2 separate regions of the Hordeum vulgare genome follow, and region 2 is linked to region 1. A link is a contact called in public Hi-C data. All regions are on one chromosome and are shown on one strand. Each heading gives the region's core, a stretch centred on a gene start, on an enhancer-like site or on the middle of the called end of the contact. The rest is flanking DNA. Distances are from core to core; before and after follow the strand shown. Region 1 holds the start of LOC123411811 (ubiquitin-conjugating enzyme E2 22-like). Region 2 has its middle 44 kb from the start of LOC123410221.

What was found. Hi-C and Micro-C count contacts between places; a contact is called where the count stands out from the background.
Region 2: a contact with region 1 is called in a Hi-C map of leaf, with 2.3 times the contacts expected there. The contact joins the enhancer-like site here to the promoter of LOC123411811 in region 1. A contact is called at or near these places in 4 of 6 Hi-C or Micro-C datasets (leaf and seedling).

What each region holds. Positions count from the first base shown.
Region 1 is chr7H:602,414,991-602,420,291 of MorexV3_pseudomolecules_assembly, forward strand. LOC123411811 (ubiquitin-conjugating enzyme E2 22-like) reads right to left here and starts at 2,862. Exons shown (of 7, transcript XM_045104771.1): 1 at 2,604-2,862; 2 at 1,162-1,284; 3 at 915-1,059; 4 at 514-591; 5 at 306-418; 6 at 54-157. The coding sequence starts at 1,173.
Region 2 is chr7H:602,668,096-602,673,558 of MorexV3_pseudomolecules_assembly, forward strand. No RefSeq gene overlaps it. Among protein-coding and RNA genes, the nearest start is that of LOC123410221, 44 kb to the left of the region's middle. Within about 2 kb of position 1,671, at least 3 of the 3 cell types and tissues checked have open chromatin away from gene starts, as enhancers often do. A contact at or near this core is called in leaf and seedling, where this site is marked.

The sequences.
Region 1 (5,301 bases), core at 1,612-4,111:
CCAAAGGCACCAAATGACACCATGCTGTCAAAATAAAGTTGAAGACTACTGACCTTGCATGCCGTGCATACTCCTGATAGTTCTCAAGTAGCAACTTCCCAGCTTGTTCATTGAGGGCAGATTCAGGAAATGGCTCAATCAGGAGGCATCTCACTACCTGTCAGCAAGCAATTTGTAGTAAGTACATCGCATCCTGTGCAGGCATTTCGAACTTCTTCCATAATCAAATACTAGAAAATGCTTGCAAAACAAATCATGCACCACTCCAACAACATTGGTTGATATGCGTTGAACTTCAAGCTTACCAGCAGAACATGCCTTAATCCAAGGCTAGGATTCCAATCCTTCTTCAATGTGTTAACACAGATCTCACCACTAGTTGCAATGTTTGGATGGAAAATTTTAGTTGTGAAAAATCCTGCAGAAACAAGGCCAACAGATTTTCAACTAAAGCTCTACTTCAAGAAGCAACCTAGAGTATGGACGATGATGGAAGTCTGACAAGATAGATACCTTTTGGAGGAGACTGAGGGAAGTCACGAGATAATATTAGCTTCATCCGGAATATTCCATTCTCATATGGAGTTCCAGCTGTACATGCCCAAGTTCAAGAATGCAATATCAGAAAGTATAGTGTAATAGGAAAGAAACGCTGCTTCAAGACTTCATGTTCTTTAATTCAAAGCCAGAAGCCACAAGTTCCATCAGATACTTAACTAGTGATGAATAAAAATGTGACGGACAGATAAGAATAAAAAACGGCACCATCATGCAAGTAGCAGATCATTAGCACATAATTTATATCAGCTTTTGAGTCACTTATTGACTAACCCTCAAACGGCTTTCCAAACGAATCTAACTGCAAAGCGCACAATATGGGAGGTGTAAAGAAATGTATCCTGATATAATCTTACCAGGGCCCTCAATATCGGCAAAAATAGTGGCGAAATCATCGTCATTAACAATAACTTTGATCCCTTCTGGAGGTGAATCATCAAGATTCTTCAGTTCTTTAGCCAATTGCCTGATGACAGTTGGTGGGAGGTTCTCGTTGGTCGCCTTCAGTGACATGAATAGACCATTAGAATCATGAAGACAGCATATAACTCTTTCCAATATATGTTCTCTTGAACAATCAAAACTGAAAAAAGTTAATCTCACCATGGAAGCCATAACAGCAGACAGCTTTAAGGTGTTCGCTAGCTGCTGACTTATTTTTGGATGTACCCTTTAAAGACAACAAAGCCTCAGGACTGTGCAAAATTTGTGATCACCAAACTGAACCTACAAGAAAAAGTATGTAGGAAATCAGATACAATGAATAGTTATAGAACAGATATAAAATAAAAAAAAAATAGAAAATTGAGTGTGAAATTCAAACTGATAGCATGAGAGGGGTGGTTTTTTGGGTGGTGGTGTGGGGGGTTGTTCTGCTTTCGTAACGGCATATCTTGGTAAGAAAAAAGAGCACCTTACTTGAACTGTAGTATACTACAATTATTATTGTGTGGATGTCCATAAACTTACCAAACATTCAGATTGCGAACAACCGCTATAAGTAACGACTTAATGCCACTACATGATATATATGACTAATGCCTGCAAGCGGTGATTAATGCCCCAAATTATTGCAGTACTGTTGGTCTATGAAGATGCCCATTATGCAGCCTACTTTATCCTCTCTGACTATCATGACACAGAAAAAATAATTCAGTTCAATAAAAACTCAACCAGCAAGCACTAGCACCCGTGGCATATTTATATTTCTATTTATTAAAAGAAACAACTGAGCACCGCGGGGAGTACATGCCTCGAACCCGGGTGGGTGGAGCGAGCACAGAGGCTGTTAGCCAACAACGCAACGGTCAATTCTTAATGATTCCAACTACGAATATCACCTTTTATCCATTATTCCTTGCACCGTATATATGCAAGTTAGCGTGTGCTCGCACATGCTAGGCGCACGTGTGAACGATATGGCAGTAACTTAATGCTGCTAAACGATGGTGCTGCGCGTGTGAATGAAACATCGGTAACTTAATGCTGCTAAACAACGGTGCTGCGCGTGTGAATGACACATCTGTAACTTTATGCTGCTATCATAATTGTGTCCGTTTCGGACGGAGATGTTTACGCGGGTGAATTTATTCAAAAAGGAACCGTCAACTTCTGCCCGCCGTGTTTTCCCCACCATCCTTACACGGCGCAGCCCCTTCCCGCCAATGCGCTATCCTGCAGGCGACACCAGACAAAACGCACGCAAGACCATTGCTACATACAGGGGCTGTTGCCGATTGTCCTTGCGTTCCTGCAATGATCAGAGGACCCCTGATGGACCTTGCTAATTCCTAACGAGCAACGGAGGCGTTGTGCATCTACTCGGCGTGCAAGGACAAGGGCGAAAACGTAACGCCCTTCCCAGAATTCACGGAGACGCCTCTGCTAATGAACGGGATCGGATCAGATACCAGACCAACCGGTCCGAGCAGGCAACCGGCGTCTCCTACCCACCCTTTACCACCCGCAGGACGGGGAGCGAAACACCAGCGCGGAACTGTACAATATATCCATTCTGCAAGACAGCCCGACTTCTCGTCGCTTACCGGGCACCAGACAAGGCGTCGGAGGAGACCGCCCGCTCTCGCCGCTTGCCGGATCCGCCGCAGGAGGGGTCGGGAAGGGGTCGGTCGGCCGGGTGCGGTGAGGGAGGGCTTGGAGGGAGGGTGGATTGCGGCGAGGAGGAGGCGGCCGGCGGCGGTGAGGGCCTCGTCGGCGGGGGAAACCCTAGGCTTCCGATTTGGGGGAGACGGGGGTGGGAGAAGCAAGCAAGTTAAAAAGTGATTGGGATTTTGAGAGGGACTCGACAGCCGACCGAGATCCGCAGGGAGATCCGACCGTTGACGTCTCGTGGGCCCCGCCCGGGCTGGCCCAGGAGCCCGTGCGTGTCCCGGGCCGTCTCTGCCGACGCAGCAGCCGAAGCTGAACATGTACGAGGGCCACCAACCCACGAGCACGAGGGATTTTTTTTTTCAAAGAGAAGGAAATGATAAATACCGAACGTTCGGAATTCGATCATGTCAAATTGAACGTTTTCAAAGATAGTTTTAGTGACGCGAGGACGACAAGTTTAGTTGACACGCGCGGTAATTTTCCGGCAAAAAAATACATCGAGCACGGAGTTGTCATGCTTGCCATCTAAACTTGCCATCCTCGCGCCACTTAAATTACCGTAAAAAATGTTCACTTGTCAAAGACAAATTCCGAATGTTCGGGATTTATAGGGGACCATAAAATATTATTCTAGGGGCAAAATCTGTGAGACCTAGCTCACTGGCTTCGTAAAAAAATCCCTTGTTTATTCTTTTTCAGGAAAAAAATTGTGTTGCTGAAAATTAGTTTCACAATGATACTCAAGCCGTCCTCTCGACCAGAACCAAGCCAAACACCAGTTTGACCCTGCAATCTACCAAACCTTGCCATGTAATGACTTAGCACTATTCCGAGTACGCCTAATATGAGCAATACAACAAGTACTTGTGTAACCCGTGTCTTAATCTCACTAATAAGGAAAGCTTACCTTGATATGTTATATCATTGCTGACAATCATCGATATGGCCTCCAAAAAATCATACTCAACAGCGATTGGCAGGTTACTCCATTGTAAGGCCAAAACAATACCCTCCTAAAGCGCAAGGATTTCAGCCTCAAACACATCATTACACGTGAACAAGTGATGTCATGAACAAAAAATTATAGCTCCAGCATGATCTCTCAAGACCATCCCAGCTCCACCAACTCGCTCCAAATAAGTTCCATCCATGTTTAGATTCACTCGTCCAGCACTTGGAAGTTACAAGCGACATTGTCGAAATAGGCGCAGTGTTATCACATGTAGTAGGTACGAGGGGAAAAGATGATGCATCACAGGAATTTTATTCTAGGCGGTCAAACCTTGACCCAAGTAGATAGAGTGCAGAGAATCTAAGTAGCTAACGAGAAACCTTGAGGAAACATCGACAGGGGGCGACAGTTTGCTGTGGAGAACTTTGTTTCGACACCAATTAGATTCATGAACCAATCATCTCCTGTGTGTCGGATATGTGTTAACTTAGGAAGCTCCCATTTCTTTACCGTTGACGACCAAACACACGTGTGTTTAAGCAAACACATAAGACATGGAATGCATCTTTTGGTTCCATACTCCAAACTAGATAGATATTAGAAACCTTAAGTTTTTGTTTCTCTTTGTTACTCCAGGTTGCCAATGAGTTTGTGACCAACCTCCATGCAGAGTTCAAAAACTTTTGGAGGCACTCGGCTGGATCACGGTGACTGTGAAACAACACGAGAACGTTCCGAATGATTGCTAGAAGTGAATTTCCTCGAAAGCAAGATGATACACACTTTGAAAAGTGAAAGTGTCATTCTTTTTTGGTGCCCAAGCTAAGAAGTCTTCGTCCATCCTTGGATAAGGTCGGATCTTTTTTATTTCACAAATATCAATGGGAAGAAAATATTTGTAGTAGCTTGCCATTGCCCTAGTTGTCGTGAATATCTAACAGGTCTAAAACACATTGAAGCCACCCGTAGGTTCATGAACATTCCATCTATCCCTTCAGATGCTCACCTTATGACCATTTGCTAACATCTACAATAGGCCTTTTTTCAAAGTGTCAAACATGATTGATAGGTTGCCATGTTAGAGACGGACTACCCGTAAAGAAAGTATCCTCCAACCTTCCATTTGGGAAGTATTTTGTCCTACTCACCCTTGCACATGAAGTATCGGGAAAATCCAAACAACATCATGCTTGCCTTGCCAATAAGCTTGGTTGAACAAGCAAAAATAACTGAAACTAAGAGGACCTTGTTTCTTTGGCTTAGCCATTTTATTCCAAGCATACCAATGATTCTTGTGTTTCCCTTTTTCAGCACCCTAGAAGTAGTTACGTTCCATCCAGTTTAGAACATCACATACCTCCATCAAAATCTTACACACACTCATTATACTAGTGGGGATTTCCTGCGAAACCGCCATAATAAGCACCTACTTGCCATCTTACGTTGCATGCCCATCCCAGGAGAAGAGTATCTTTGTTTGTTTGACTTGAAGATTCTGGAAAAAAAAAACAAATTCTTTGACATTCTTTCATCAGGGGTAGGTAACCCCAAATTTTTCTCCTCAAAACTTGCAGAAGTCACTTGGAGGTGGTTTTTAATAGATTCAATTGAAACAACTCGGCAAGAGATTTCCAAAAAAAGAGCACTTTGTTGGATAAAGGTGATGTCTCGTAGCCTGA
Region 2 (5,463 bases), core at 421-2,920, 250 kb after region 1:
GCTCGGGTCGGCTATATTGAAAAACCAAAAAAAAAGCGACAAAAATGAGAAGGCAACAATAGATTGGATGTGATAAAGAAGGGGCGACCGGCAAGAACCTATCACGTGCAATCCAACAACGCAGACTAGTAACACACAACAAAAAAGGGTCATGAGAACGGTTAGTAAAAATCATAACATGTCGAACAAAAAAAGGCCAAAAAAAAAAGCGCACCTGGCACCAATGACCCAATAAACTGGGCATCATGACGGCTTGTCCAACAAACAACACCGACATAGTGAAGCCAAACTGACAAATAAAAACAGGACGACAAACAAATAGCGACTAGGAACGCAGGGGATTGAGCCCTTGAAAATTACAGACATTAAATCGAATGGTGGCAAACTTAGATGAGACATCATTTCTTGTGAAAAAATAATATGAATTTAGAAGGTGTTTTCATAAAAATATTCACACCTTCTTAAAATAGAAAAAAAGAAGAAAAATTGAAAAATAAATAAATAAACTATAATCTTGCACAAAAGTAAAAACGAAAAAGGAAAAAAATGGATAGAGATAATAGTGAAAAGAAAGAAATCTAAATAGAACAAAATAGTTGGTAATGAACGAAAGAGAAGGAAAAATGGAACAGAGTAACAACTGAGCGTTAGAGAGAAATTGATCAACCCTCGTGGTTTACATGGGTTGACCGGTAGACTTTCAAATCTCGCAAGCCAATATGCAAACGAACAAAAAATACAAAAGAAACCAAGCCTGCCGTCACAACGACTGATAGAGAAAAGAAAACAGAACGGGTCAAAACAATGACCATGACAAGCGCAATAGAAAATGATGTGAATGACAGGTGCACGAGATTTACAACACCAACGGATGAAAACGGCCAACAACTTAGACATGCGGTAACTATTTTACATCTAGATGTGAAATAATAATTCTGCAATTTAAAAGTAAACAAGAAACATAACATGTTGCCGTGGGGCAGGGACAACCGGTTGTCGCAACAGCCCAAAAACAACAAAATAAACCACACGAGGCATACAATAACCTGAAGCGACAAAACAAATGATGCGGGGCGGAACAATGACGTGAATCAATAGATAGCATTGAAAAGCAAGCGGCAGAAAGATTGAATGGTGATGAACTTAGATGAGACACGGTTAAATAGATGGGGTTTAGCACATCCAGAAAAAAGAAAGTGAAACGAGCACAATCCTCGATCTGAAAAGAAAACACACAAACTCAAAAAGATTTGAAAACAAGAAAAAAGCTGTAACAAGCTCACTCCCCCTATTGAAAACAGAACACAAAAACTAAAATATTTTGAAGACTCCAAAATGAAGAACACATAAACACACAAACAAAAATAAATAAAAAATAAAGCAAGCGGTATACTAATTTGTTGGGGCAAACGAATATGAACTGAAAATGATGAAAACTTCACGGAAGTAGTAACGCGTATGTCTCCTTCTGCTCTGTTAGTCTGTTTCCAACAGGCTTCCCTTCCACCACGGAAAAAGCAAACAAAAAAAAAAACGTTTCTTATTTTTTTTTAGACAAGCAAAAAAAAAAAGTAAGACGTGAACCAGAATTGACACAATAATATGGAACCGTACTTGTGGCGCAGCCCACGCACATACAACGCATCCGTAAGCCCAGACAAACAATGCGCGGGCTGAAAAAGAAATAACGGCCCAAGCTTCACGGCGGGGGCCCCTCACGCGGCCGACGCGCACAGGCCCAACGACATAAAACTGACCAAGAGCGCGAATCTTGCCGTCTAAATCCTGTGGTAAAGAAGTTACATGAGACTTCAATGATTTTCATATAGATGTGAATTACCAAATCCGATTATAATTCATCCTTTGACTAAGGCGGCTGCTACAAATCTATCGGAGAAATCATCTGCCTAGCCTGCCGTTGGATTCCAAACCAGTAAACGTTCAATTTTACTGTATCGTCTCGTCCTTCCTCACGACCACGCACCCCCATTTAAGCATAGCAGCGCCCTCACCACCAATTACAGCCACAAACCAGCAGCGCCTCTGACCTCTTCCCTTCCTGCATCGGCACCCAGTGGCGGATCTTGCCCACTACGCCAGGGTGGGTCAATAATGCAATTTACATATACATTTATTTTTTCCTCTTTTTTGGCCTTTCTGCTACAGTACTATATAGGCTATTTCCCGATCTCTGGGTGGGCCATGTCCCACCCTGTCCATCCCTATCTCCGCCACTGTCGGCACCTGCTGTGACGGCGTTGAATACAACATCAACACACTCTCGGACGACTAATACATCAGGAGCTGCACCTTCGTGTCGGCAGCGCAACAATGCTCCACCATCGCCCGCCGCCGACGCTACACTGCAGCGCCGACACCGCGTCACGGCAGTGCTCGGTGATGTTTCACTGCAGCGCAAACACCAGCGCGACAGTGATTTATCACAACACCTCGACGGTCGCCCATCACTAATAGAAAACAAACCTTACGTTTGGATTATTAGTCCCGGTACCATTAGTCCCGGTTCATGAGGAATGCTTTTAGTCTCGGTTTGTTAGTAACCACTAGTCCCAATTTGTGTTACGAACCGAGACTAAAGGGGTGATGGCAGAGTTTTGTCAGGCTGGGGCCCCTGCGTGGGCCATTAGTCCCGGTTGGTAATACAAACCGGGACTAGATATATATCTTTAATCCCGGTTTGTATCATCAACCGGGACTAAAAGTCCTTCATAGGCTAGTTCAAAAGGAAAGCATCCCATCCCAAGCCACATGTTCTGTGTAGGTGGGGTGGTAAGCTACGTAGGGTGGTACACATGAGGTCTTCAGTTCGAATCCCTCGAGTTGCATTGGTAGGAGGTATTAATTTTTCTTAGCCATAGTCCCGGTTGGGAAAACCGGGACCAAAGGGGGTTGGGAACCGGGACTATATGCCCTTTCTCTACTAGTGCATGCTTCACTACATTGCCGGCGCGGCGGATTGCGGTGCTCCATTGCAGCACCACGATGACCGTCACATGCTTCACTACAGCGCCAACGCGTCGGACGACGGTGCCCCATCGCTGCATGCTTCACTACAATGCCACCATCGAGCAACGGTGCTCCATAGCAGAACCGGCTGTCGTCGCACCTCACAGGGAGACGCCGGCGAGTAGCTGCATCGCAATGCCGACAGCCGCTGATGGGCGTTGCATCAGAACACCCAAAAGAATGCATCATGCGACCCCCATCCGGCTTGCAGCATCAGGAGCTGCATCGCAGCACCAGGATCTGTCGACGAGAACCACCAAAAATCAGCTGCATCTCATCGCCGGATCGACTGCCACCACGCGCTTTATTGTAGCACCAGGATCACAGAGTGCTGAAACACAACACACGGGTGTCGGCTTGTGCTTCGTCGATTGAAGGAGCATGAGGCACCACTATCAGTTTTCGTGTCAAAACGTGGTTAAGCGTTGTTTTTAGTGTTTTCAACAAACAATTACTCAAAATCGGTGTTTCCGGGAAATTTTATGAAAATGGTGGTTTTTTTTGCACCGAGGGACGCAATTGTGATTGTTTTTGACAATTTACTCCCATAATGCTATAAAAATATGCATGAAAACTAGACAATTGCCTCGGTCTTTTTACCTCCACACTTCTGCTCTAGTTTATTAAGTAGCTGATGGCTCATATATTGTCTCACCTATATCACTATTTCTTGCAGGAACCATGTTTTTGTGATCTTTCATCTACAATATTGATTGGATTCTCTATTGTGAGGTCTCATCTTCTCTAAGTATATTCTGCAGGTACATACTGATTGGTGTCCAATCTCAGTATGCCATATATCTGAATTTTCTATAGTTTGCATAGTGCCCAGTTTTAACAAATGGAAATTTGCACATAGCCTTTTAGGGCGTCTACATTTCAGAATCCCTGTTTTAGGTGTTTGTATACATTAGTATTTATGTAGAACATACGAGTATGAGATTATTCTGTCATATCAGAAAATTTAGTAACAAACTGATCGAATAATTCACATTTTGCCATCTTTATAATTATACTTACTATACTTTGTCGTTTGCAGATTATAGTCTTCACTGAGGACACTGCAAATTTAGTGCCATGTTCGGCAACACTCCACTCCAAATTCTCAACTCTGCTCCTCAACTCTTAACTCCGGCAGCACATTTCAGAATTTGATGATATGTTCGGCTGTCAACTCCAACTCCTCAAAACAAGTTTCAGAAAAACAATGTCCATCCATAACCGGCTGGGACAGGTGCTTTCGAGTTGGCTTGCTGATGCGGTGTGCTCAGCTTGCCGGATATGTAGAAGAAACGACGCTGATGCAATGTCCTCGGCTTGCCGGACGTGTAGAAGAAACAGACGTGTAGGGGCTTGGCGAAGAAACAACAAGAGGAGGCTCCGGGAAGCTGGACGTGGAGGAGATCTGAGCCAATCTTGTCGAAAAAATTAGGGTTAGATCATCATACCCGAACCAATCTAAGCCTTTGCACAGTATTTTCAGTAGTTTGTTTTGTTGAAATTACGGTTACATCGTCGTGTCGAGTTGCTGGTCTTAGTTTCTAGTCCTTTAGAGTTTTGAGTTCTGCTCACAGGTTGTCACGCCACCACCGTGCTGTATTTCATCACTGTCATATACCACCTCCATGCTACACTACTAGGAAAAGGGCTATAGATGACATAGACACTAATAACGCACCAGACAAGTAGTGCGCCACTACTATATAGCAGTGGCGCACCATGTGCAGGTGTATCATTAGTGTGATGGACACTAATGGCGCACCACACACTCGGTGCGCCACTACTATGATTTTTTTTTGCAACAGTACTAATGACGCACCGGGACAGAGTGCACCATTACTAGTTTAACTAGTAATGGCGCACCACTCACCCAATGCATCACTACTATATATATATATATATATATATATATATATATATATATATATATATATATATATATATATATATATATAATTTTTTGCAAAACTACTAATGGCGCACCACCAGCTGGTGTGCCATTAGTAACCAGGGTTACTAATGGCGCATTTGTAGGTGGTGCGCCACTATTTTTTTTTTTTGCAAAACTACTAATGGCGCACCCCCTGGGGATGCGTCATTGCTATAAAAAAGAGATTACTAATGGCGCACCCCTGGGGATGCGCCATTGCTATTACATGAAATCTGCCACCCTCTGCCCCGAGCCCCTCAGCAAATCCGTCTCCCCCACCCGCATCTCATCCCCCCCCCCCCCCCCCGACCGGCCGGCTAGGGTTTCCTCCCGCCGCCCGCCGACCGCCGACGGCCACGTCTCACTGTTTCCTCACATGATTCTGTTGGCCATTATGTGTGCTCACATTATTAATGTGACACAAAGCTGCAACAGCTCGGTAGTTATGGCACAAAGCTTCTGCTGTTCACTGATGTTTGCTGTGTATCCCTTGCAACGGCGCCAGA